Regions from separate parts of the Zea mays genome. Here region 1 is linked to region 2. A link is a contact called in public Hi-C data. All regions are on one chromosome and are shown on one strand. The core of a region is the stretch at or near the end of the contact, and the rest is flanking DNA. Distances in the headings are between cores, read along the strand shown. Region 1 holds the start of LOC103643580 (phospholipid-transporting ATPase 3). Region 2 overlaps LOC103643579 (centromere protein O).

What was found. Hi-C and Micro-C count contacts between places; a contact is called where the count stands out from the background.
Region 1: a Hi-C map of leaf shows a contact between it and region 2, with 2.2 times the contacts expected there. The contact joins the promoter of LOC103643580 here to the enhancer-like site in region 2. A contact is called at or near these places in 5 of 25 Hi-C or Micro-C datasets (bundle sheath, ear, endosperm and 2 more).

What each region holds. Positions count from the first base shown.
Region 1 is chr1:247,717,568-247,723,328 of Zm-B73-REFERENCE-NAM-5.0, reverse strand. LOC103643580 (phospholipid-transporting ATPase 3) reads right to left here and starts at 1,543. Exons shown (of 27, transcript XM_008666748.4): 1 at 1,001-1,543; 2 at 1-18. The coding sequence starts at 1,225.
Region 2 is chr1:247,486,871-247,491,994 of Zm-B73-REFERENCE-NAM-5.0, reverse strand. It overlaps LOC103643579 (centromere protein O), which reads right to left. Exons shown (of 13, transcript XM_008666747.4): 11 at 2,912-3,009; 12 at 2,496-2,686; 13 at 1,944-2,417. The coding sequence ends at 2,347. Among protein-coding and RNA genes, the nearest start is that of LOC109943517, 33 kb to the right of the region's middle. Within about 2 kb of position 2,189, at least 2 of the 20 cell types and tissues checked have an H3K27ac peak or open chromatin away from gene starts, as enhancers often do. A contact at or near this core is called in bundle sheath and leaf, where this site is marked.

The DNA of each region.
Region 1 (5,761 bases), core at 294-2,793, 230 kb before region 2:
AGTCGACACAGAATTTCCCTGAGACATACGAACAAAGCATGAAAAAGAATGTTAGACGTGGAACTAATATTAGATGGCAACAGTGAAAAGGAAAAGTAATATCCTGCCGATTTACTCTGCAGAATTGACAGCTTTCTTGGAGATTGCATCATATCATAAAATAAAATAAAAAGAAACAGATCAGTCATCATTGTCAAACAAACTACTACCTCCATTCCAAATTATAAGATGTTTAAACTTTTCTAGATACATTGTTTTTACTGTGTAACTACTAACTGGACATAGTACAAATCTAAGTGCATAGCATCAAATAACAAAGTTTGATGTTTCGACTATCAGCATCAAATAACTCTATAATCAATAACTGGTACAAACCAAAAATAGAAGGGGGGCTGTCATTAGTGTGATGCACCAAAGTTCTTGCAAATACACTTAAATATACTACAGCTACAAGATTTGCATAGCAAGAGAAGGGGGAAATACTGTTAGTACCAATAGGACCCATTCAAATACAAACTGCAATGGCAAAGGGGTGAGATCAAACAAGTTTCAGAACAACTTTCATGTGTTTGTGTTCCACTGACATTAAACTACAGTTACCAGATCATAGTATGATCCGCAAAGATACAATTAAAGCATGAAAAGCCTTCAGGAAATACTGTGGAGGTCTAAACTTCACTGCTCCCTGGCAATATAGCAGGGTACCACTTATGCCGCAATAGCATATCAAGCATCTGCCATTACATCTCCCAAAACCAACTGTATAAGCTGCAGGCAAAGCTCCAATCAACTCAGGGCAATCGCGGCTGGATGGCAACACAATCCTCGTGAAGCGAGATCCTAAACACTCAAAGCGAAGGACAGACCAGCTAGCTTATCGCGCCAGACCACCAAGCTCGAACGCAACCACACGATACAAGACATCGCCGAGATCCAACCGGCGGGCCGACCAGACCGAATGTCAAAGAATCGGGGGAGGGGGTGGGGTGCAAGCGCGTACCTTGTACCCGACAGGGGCGTTGGCCTCGCGGTCGTTGCAGCAGACGGTGCGCACGGAGGGCGCCATCGGCTGCGGCTGCCTCCGGAGGCTTGTACCCCCGCCGCCGAGCCGCGCCGTGGACTCCCGACGCGCGATACCCGAGGAGGAAACCCCGCCAGCCCCCACCTGCTCACCGCCCAGCCGCGCCGTGGCCACACGCACCATCTCCTTTATCCGCGCGCTCATCCCGCCTCCCCTCCCTTACCCCACCAAATCTAAAAGCGAACGAACGACGCTGAGATCTGGCGGGAGGCTGGAGGACCTCCCGGTGGGCTGCGAACGAGCGCGAGATCGGGGGCGCGAGATCAGGCCAGATTTGCGAGGCTTTGTGTAGATTTTAGCGCGGCGGCTAGGGAGTCGGGGGGGATTGGTTCTCGAGTCTGATCACGCGTCACCGGTGGTGTTCCTGGGCGCGTGGGGCGTGGGCGTCAACTTTCTTTCGCGTGGGCGTCAGGGCGTGCCTCGTTTCCTTCCTTCGCCGGGAGGGGAGACGTTGGAGGAAACGTCCCAGAGAAGGTGAGGAATTGGATGATTTTTTTAAAAGATTGAATGAGTTTTAATCTCAAATAAGTTAAACTTCTTAATTTTTTTTAATCTCATCTAATTCATGTGTATTGAGAATAACCGAATAAAACCTAAGGTGTTTATGCTAACCATACAACAAATTTAAAAGTCAATAAAATAAATACACATTGATAATCATGGCAAAACTGATTAGGACAACGCAGATGCAAAAAAATTGATATTTGTTTCTTATCATAAGCTCCGAAATCTTGTTAAGCGGCAAATTAAAATGAAGTGATTATGCATTAATGATAATAAGTTTAAGAAAAAAATTGAATATCATTACAAATAAAATCACATCTATTGTATATCTAAACAACAACTAAACTTTGATGTGTCTAACAATTTCTTGTATTCTTCTAGAATGTTGTCTTTGGATTCATTGTCCTTTTATTTCAATAATTCTATCAAGAATTTGGTTCTCAGAATATTTCCATTATGCACATTCGGTATTACACATCATTGAACTCGGTTAATAATCAATGGTATACATAATATTCGACAAAAATTTAGTGCACAATGATTATATAAAAACGAACATCATATATTATACTTTATCTAAGCCAAAAGACATAGAAACGTATTAGTTAAAAAGGGTCTCAACCCTTTTTTATAACTCGCTTGGTGGCTCGCCCCATTTTAGCTAGCTGAGTGGTACGACATGGAAGTGTTGTGTTGCGTGTGACTTTATGTTATTGGATGATTTCTCACGGTCCATATGCAAAGTAACGACCCATTAATAGAAGCTTGAGTGGCCTTTACAACTTATCAATAGGGCAACGACCTACCGGTAGAGGAGAGAAATAGATCTACGTGTTTTGCATGTGACACGTGACAATCATTGAAACTGGTGCTTTTTAGTAGTAGATTAAAATCTAGCTTACATATATAACCATCACTGTAGAGATAGGTGAATAAACCTACACGTTTTGCGCGTGACCTGTCACCTGTGACCCAACTTAGAGAAAAAAACGGTTCTTTTTCAGCAAATGAAAAAATATAGCAAAAAGAATAATCACCCCACAATACAAAAAAAAACTTTAACGGAACACTGGGAAAACACATCTGCCCCGCCAAAAGAACCTTTTTTCATAATAAGGAAAGGAAAAACATGTACACGTCAATTCAAACTGCCCAAAATGCAACGCAAATCCAAAATGTAGAAGACAGAAAAGGCACATGGATTGCCAGAATTTGAACATGGTTGAAAAAAATAAAGACAACAATACATTGGTGCCTTTCCTGATTGAGATTTACTACACTAAGCAAGGCTGCAAGGAACAGACCAGGTCATGTTTCAACACTCATCCAGAACATCGCCAAATTCTTCCTTCAAGTAAGATTACCATAACGGCGCGTTTGGATCTATTCATTTTGTAGGAATTGAAATTTATTTAATAAAGTAATCTATTTAGCTTGGAATTTAACATTCCATCACTTTCCAAAATTCGGATATAAGTCTATCTCCAATTCATGGAACGGAGGATAGGAAATTATTTTATGTATCAGTAGAATTTGTTTCTACTCTACAACTGATAGGACGCTCTTCGGCTCACTCCTATATAATAAAAATGTAGCACATAAATATCTCAGACATCTTGCTAATAATATTGTCGGCGTTCCGAGACCGGGGGGTCCCTTGGGCCGACGCGTGAGTGTCGCCGCGTGCCCCAGCCCAGATGGGTCGAGCGCGAGGGCGAGCGCGAAGGGGGGAGAGGCGAGGCGGCCGGAGACTGGCGTGAGAGAGGTGGGAATCCCGCGGCCTTCGTGTTCGTCCCGCGCCCAGGTCGGGTGCGCTTGCAGTAGGGGGTTACAAGCGTCCACGCGGGAGAGGGAAGCGAGCGGCCCCAAGAGAGCGCCTGTCTCGTCCTCGTCCCCGCGCGGCCAACCCTCTCTAAGAGGGCCCTGGTCCTTCCTTTTATAGGCGTAAGGAGAGGATCCAGGTGTACAATGGGGGTGTAGCAGAGTGCTATGTGTCTAGCGGGGGAGAGCTAGCGCCCTAAGTACATGCCGATGTGGCAGCCGGAGAGGTTTTGGCACCCAGCTGGTGTGATGTCGTGGCCGTCGGAGGAGCGATGGAGCCTGGCGGAGGGACAGCTGTCGGAGCGGTTGGGTCCTTGCTGACGTCCTCTTGCTTCCGTAAGGGGGCTGAGAGCCGCCGTCGTCACAGAGTATGCGGGGCGCCATCATTGCCTATCTGGCGGAGCTAGCCAGATGGGACACCGGTCTTGTTCCCTGTGGCCCGAGTCAGCTCGGGGTAGGGTGATGATGGCGCCTCCTGTTGACGTGGCTGGCCTGCGCCCTAGGTTGGGTGATGTGGAGGCTCCTCCGAAGCCGAGGTCGAGTCTGTCTTCCATGGCCGAGGCCGAGTCCGAGCCCCTGGGTCGGGCGAGGCGGAGGTCGTCGGCAGAGGCCAGGGCGGAGTCCGAGCCCTGGGGTCGGGCGAAGCGGAGTTCGTCGTCTTCTGGGGCTGAGCCCGAGTCCGAGCCCTGGGTCGGGCGGAGCGGAGTTCGCCGTCTTCCGGGACTTAGCCCGAGTCCGAGCCCTGGGTCGGGCGGAGCGGAGTTCGCCGTCTTCCGGGACTGAGCCCGAGTCCGAGCCCTGGGTCGGGCGGAGCGGAGTTCGTCGTCTTCCGGGACTGAGCCCGAGTTCGAGCCCTGGGTCGGGCGGAGCGGAGTTCGCCGTCTTCCGGGGCTTAGTCCGAGTCCGAGCCCTGGGTCGGGCGGAGCGGAGTTCGCCGTCTTCCGGGACTTAGCCCGAGTCCGAGCCCTGGGTCGGGTGGAGCGGAGTTCGCCGTCTTCCGGGACTGAGCCCGAGTCCGAGCCCTGGGTCGGGCGGAGCGGAGTTCGCCGTCTTCCGGGGCTTAGCCCGAGTCCGAGCCCTGGGTCGGGCGGAGCGGAGTAAGCCGTCTTCCGGGGCTTAGCCCGAGTCCGAGCCCTGGGTCGGGCGGAGCGGAGTTTCCTATGGTGCCTTTGGCAGGGCCTGACTGTCTGTCAGTCTCACTCTGTCAGGTGACACTGCAGTCGGAGTGGCGCAGGCGGCGCTGTCCTTCTGTCAGGCTGGTCAGTGGAGCGGCGAAGTGACGGCGGTCACTTCGGCTCTGCCGGGGGGCGCGCGTCAGGATAAAGGTGTCAGGCCACCTTTGCGTTAAATGCTCCTGCGACTTGGTCGGTCGGCGCGGCGATTTAGTCAGGGTTGCTTCTTAGCGAAGGCAGGGCCTCGGGCGAGCCGGAAATATGTTCGCCGTCAGAGGGGGGCCTCGGGCGAGACGGAAATCCTCCGGGGGCGGCTGCCCTTGTCCGAGGCTAGGCTCGGGTGAGGCGTGATCGAGTCGCTCGAATGGACTGATCCCTACTTAATCGCACCCATCAGGCCTTAGCATCTTTATGCTGATGGGGGTTACCAGCTGAGAATTAGGAGTCTTGAGGGTACCCCTAATTATGGTCCCCGACAGTAGCCCCCGAGCCTCGAAGGGAGTGTTAGCACTCGCTTGGAGGCTTTCGTCGCACTTTTTTGCAAGGGGACCAGCCTTTCTCGGTTGCATTTTGTTCCGGTGGGTGCGCGCGAGCGCACCCGCCGGGTGTAGCCCCCGAGGCCTCGGAGGAGTGGTTTCACTCCTTCGAGGTCTTAATGCCTCGCGTAATGCTTCGGCTGGTCTGGTTGTTCCCTCATGCGAGCTGGCCATAGCCCGGGTGTACGGTCGGGTCCCAAGTTCTCGGGCTGGTACGTTGACGCTGTCAACGGTTCGGCCGGAGCCGGGTTTGCGAGAGCAGCCCCCGAGCCTCTGCACAGGGCGAGAGGGCGATCAGGGACAGACTCGGCTTTTTTACATACGCCCCTGCGTCGCCTTTCCGCAAGGAGGGGGGGAAAGCGCCATGTTGCCCTCGATGGGCGCCGAACATGGTGTCTCCGGTGAGCTGCAAGCGGGTAATCCGAGTGGACGTCCGTGCCCCGTTCGTTAGGGGTCGGCTAGGGGCCCAGAGGCATGCCCAAAAGTACCTGCGGGTGATCTGCCGGACCCGGTCCCCTGGCGACGGGGTCCGAGGGCTCGATGCCTCCCTCTGATGGGATTCCGTTACAAGATCGCTCCCGCTGGTCTCGGAAATGTCCTAGGGTACCTCGGGAGCGCAGCCCGAGCCTTGGTTATGTATCGAACGT
Region 2 (5,124 bases), core at 940-3,439:
ATTGTTGAACGAGCGAAGGTTAACATCCTCAAGTAGCATGATCATCCACCTTTTTAAAAAAAAAGATTGCGTAGCTACCTAGTGCTGAGAAAAGGAATACACTATATTAGGTGCATGTGCATCCTCTCAACAGGCCTCAACATTACAGTGTGGTCACTTCAACACAGATTTTATTGAAACACTCAAAGGTACGCTCAGAGGTAATTTACATGTACTTATAATATTGACTTATGTACATAGGCACAGATAGGTATTTTCTTTACTGTTAAGTTATCAAAAACAGATGGTAACAAGAACAATGCTTAACCAGTTAAGCATATGTACATTTGTTAGTATAAAAATGCTCTCTCACTTTGGACCATCTAAGTTAACTAACACCTTTTCTTTTAATCACTGAACGTTGACAATATACATATCAGCTTACCAACCATTAATTGTCATCACCACCAAAAAAGTATGTATGGAAAGACATTAGTTATAAAATGAAAACAAAGCATGCTTTTTAAGTTTACAACTACAACTTCTATTCCATATTAATATAATACACTACATGCAGGATAAAGCACACCGAGGTTAGCAAAGCCATGCCAGATTCTACATGTTCCAAGAATGACGACAGTTAGACCATCCTGAAATACATCAAGATTTGCACCATTCAGGATCCTTTGTACACAAACCTCGCACCCTCATTTTCCTTTTTCCCCATTACAACAGACAAAACTACATTGTGTCTGACAAAAAAATTCCATATTTAAGTATCATGATAATTTGTTTCCACAAATCAACAACCATAACCCAAAATAATGTATTACTAATAATTACAGCTGCTACTTCTAGCTTTGTCTAGAAACCTATATGCATATTTCGCGGACTTGCCTGGCCGAACCCATAGTCTGCATTGTGTATTCTAATCTCCTTATCAAAAATAGCTTAAGAAAAAAGAGAATAAGTGCAACACAAATACACAAAAAAATAAAAACAGTTCCATACTCATGTTTCATTTTAAAAATATACTTTACACTTTGACAAAAAAAAGAAGAATATAAAATAAATACATAAACAAAATACATGATTTCTATTTTAATGCTTTGGACCAAACTTACTTTTATTTTGGCTTTACAATTTGATCTATGGAATGCTAAATTTTTTTGCTTACCAAACTTACTCACTCCAACAACTTATTTCTTTAAAGTTATCCTGTCATTCATAATTTTTATTTGAATGCTTTGAACCTTTTCTTCAAACATTACATAATTTTATTTGAATGCTTTGAACCTTTTCTTCAAACATTACCAAGATGCAGTTGCCAGTGTTCTTAATAAACCTGCTTGTATACTACTCTTTCCTTAGCTATTGTCATAACAGTGTGTTAAAATGTTAGCCTCTTGATGTACCTTATTCGAGAAGCACTTCAAGTTTTCAATTAAGTTTTTGTAACTTGAGATCTTGGAGACAACATGGCTTGTTGTGTTAATAGACATAGTACCTGCTTGTCGTGATTAGAGGGAAAGATAAAATAAACATGTTATGTGTTATTGTTTCTCTCCTTTGAAAGAATATTATTTCTTTTATGATCGTGATATCGCATTGAGCTCTTTGATGTTGTCTATGCTAACATACTCCTCTCATTTGTATATAGGTAAAAAAAATTTGCAAACATATAAGAGGCTCCATCACTTTTGGTCACGAGACTTTTATGTACATATAAAACTGATGTTGATGCCTTCCTAAAGCTGTGTCTATACAAGAAAGGCTTCATCATTTTTGGTCAGTAGACTTTTGTATACATATGACTCTATTGTTAAAGTCTTCCTAAAACTATTTTGTCTATGCAAACTTTACGGACACTATTGCTGGACACTGAAGTATGCTACTTTAATGCAACTTGCTATGTATTGTAATCTAAGTTTGTATTACTACTGCTATTGGTACCAAAAATATTGTTGAAATTTTAGCATGTCTTCTTAGATACTTGATATTTGAAATAAAATAGGTTTGTCAACACGCGCGTGCAGGCGCGCGTAACGCGCTAGTATAATTCTAAAAGGAAACAAACATAGCCAGAGTGGAGAAAAAAAAGGAGCACACATCAAGGACAAGGACAGCAGTTGGCAAGATTATGCCTCGACCATAAGGCCTTCCTAGGATTTTGATTCTTTTAACAGGAACTGTAGCCGGAATATTTCGAGCGGCCCACGCAAATGTCTGCCTTGCTTTCACAGGAATTGCAGTCCACAACTGCAGGCTATACTACCACAAGATTCTGAACAATATCTTCAAAAACATGCCCCACGATTGAGATGTGAATCTTATGCACAACAAAACTGGACATCTTGAGGTCACGATTTAGTCACTGTCCCGAGAGGATAAAATCCTCTTCAAAGCATGGGGTAGCTCCAGCACAATGTCTGCGTATGCTGAAACACAGAACAGGGAGAAACAGATCAATTCAGCACAAAGCCATGTATGCTGTAAGCCAAGGTGACAGGAAGCACCTTCTGGTAGACACAAGGTTTTGAGTGCTTCCTCGGCATATGAAAGGTGAAAGGGTACTGGTTGCGCAGCTGATGCACTGCTGCTTCTTGTAGATATTTTCTTGGCCGAGCGAAGTGGCCAAGCCAAGACCCTTGCCTGACTCGGCAGGGTCTGCAGTAGATCCGAATATCGGATACTGATTGTAACCTTGCTGCTTATAAGTGGCAAACAGATCAATCTCTACAAAATGTGCAACAAGCTACTTATGCATATTAGCAGCTTAAAATCAGTATGCGATATTCAGCATGCACGCTGCAAGATAACAAAAATAGAAGGCTGCACTAGGTGTACATATTCTATGAGGGAGTGTACTAGCAACAAAACAGAACTTATTGATGCAATCCAAGCATTAGCAGTAATTAAATATTATCCTTACCACTCAAAATCCTCCAATACAAACTCTATCATATTATAAGGAAGACTATGGAACAGCTCGCCAATTTGGTTCCCGTAGAGCTCCTTGATAAGACGAACCTTGAACATGAAATAAAAACTATAATTAGCGATGTACCATCAAAGACTGTATGACCCATCTGTCTCCAGATTCCACATTTGACCCTTAGCTCCAATCTTTAAAGCTACAAGTGCCTCAACAATTGATTGGCCAATGATAGAAGGCACACTCATTAAAAAGAAAAATGTCATGACTCATATATCAATTCTTTTATAATACTCAGGGTTGCAATTTCAGATACTGGACCAGAACCTGAAGGAGAGAATGTGTATAATGTGTGGGATGTATTGCATTAAGCCTCTAGGGAGAATATATAGGAGTACATGACTTGGAGGGCAAGAAGCATATCCTAGAGATAAGCAAGGTTATCCTAGATATAAAGAAGGTTATCCCAGGATTACAATCAATCCTAAACCAACCATATCAAGAGTTGTCTAATATACTCTAACATCCCCCCGCAGTCGTAGTGTCAGCAACACGAACGGACAGACTCGAGAATAATGGAGATATCCCCCCACAGTCGGAATGCTGGTGCGAATGCTGCGACTGGAGTAGCCCATGCAGATGATAGCCCTTTGTGCCGAAAATGTCGAGGTAGTCGAGTGCAAGGGCGTCGAGCCGTTGTCGAGGTGTTGTGTGTCGGGTAGCTGTGGTCGATGTAGCCGTCGAGGACGCCGAAGAAGATAAGCCGCACAAGTCGCGGGCGCAGGCGTAGCACGTGGGAAGGCCTGCGGCGCGCCAGGAGGCGCCAGGGTGATGGTGGCGTAGGAGGGCACCATAGACGAAGACGACGACACAGTCGAGGCAGTCGTAGAGGAAGAAGTTGATGCCGAGGATGATGTTGTCAAACCGCTGTGGACGAGACGTGCTCCAGGTTTGCCACGCCTGAAAACGTGTCATGGATGAATGCACGTGCCGGTGGTGCCAGTACCGGATGTACTAGGTAGAGGGCTCCAACCATATGTGCCAGCATCTCAAGGGACCAACACAGCATATGTGGATGATATGCTGATTACAGGTGACAACTCAGAACATATTTCTCATGTCAAGCAGCATCTTAGTAAGGAATTTCATATGTCTGATTTGGGACCGCTTAGCTATTTCTTGGACATTGAAATTCAGCAGACTCAAAAAGGCTTTTATCTGTCTCAGTCCAAATATATACAAGATCTTCTTGATCGCTTTGGAATTACTGATACACGCACTGTTGCAACACCGATGGATCTCCATTTAAAACTTCGTCCGAAGGATGGGACACCACTAGCAGACCCAACTCGGTATCGTCATATTGTGGGTAGTCTTGTTTACCTCACCATCACCAGACCTGATATTGCTCATGTTGTTCATATGTTGAGCCAATTTGTATCAACACCTACTTCAGTTCATTATGGTCATTTGCTTCGTGTGCTTCGATATTTACGTGGGACAAGATCCAGATGTTTACTCTATGCTTCTGATAGCCCACTTCAGCTTCATGCGTATTCTGATGCCGCTTGGTCAAGTGATCCTATTGACCGTTGTTCTACTACAGGTTACTGTATTCTTCTTGGATCATTTCCCATTGCCTGGAAATCCAAGAAGCAAGCGGCCATATCTCGTTCTAGTGCTGAAGTCGAACTTCGGGCACTTGCTACTACCACTGCTGAAATTATTTGGTTGCGCTGGCTCTTGGCTGATCTTGGTGTCACTTGTGACACTTCTACACCTCTGTTATGTGATAACTTGAGTGCTATACAGATTGCTCATGATCCAGTGAAGCATGAACTTACTAAACACATAGGTGTTGATGCATCTTTTACTCGATCTCACTGTCAGCAGAAAACTATTGATCTTCAATATGTGCCCTCAGAATCTCAATTGGCAGAATTCTTCACCAAAGCACAAACAAGAGCACAACATCAGTTTCACTTGATCAAACTCAAAGCTTCAGATCCTCCTTTTCCACCTTGAGTTTGAGGAGGGGTGTTAAGGCCCATTAGGCCCAGGCCTACTGCCTATATATTACCTATAGTCCTTAGGGACAGATTATCAATCTCAAGGTTAGTAACAGTGGAGACCAAGGCAGGAGGCGGAGACACGCCGGAGGTGGATGGCCGGAGCGTGTAGAGGGGCCTCGAGCTGTCACAGCGGGCGAG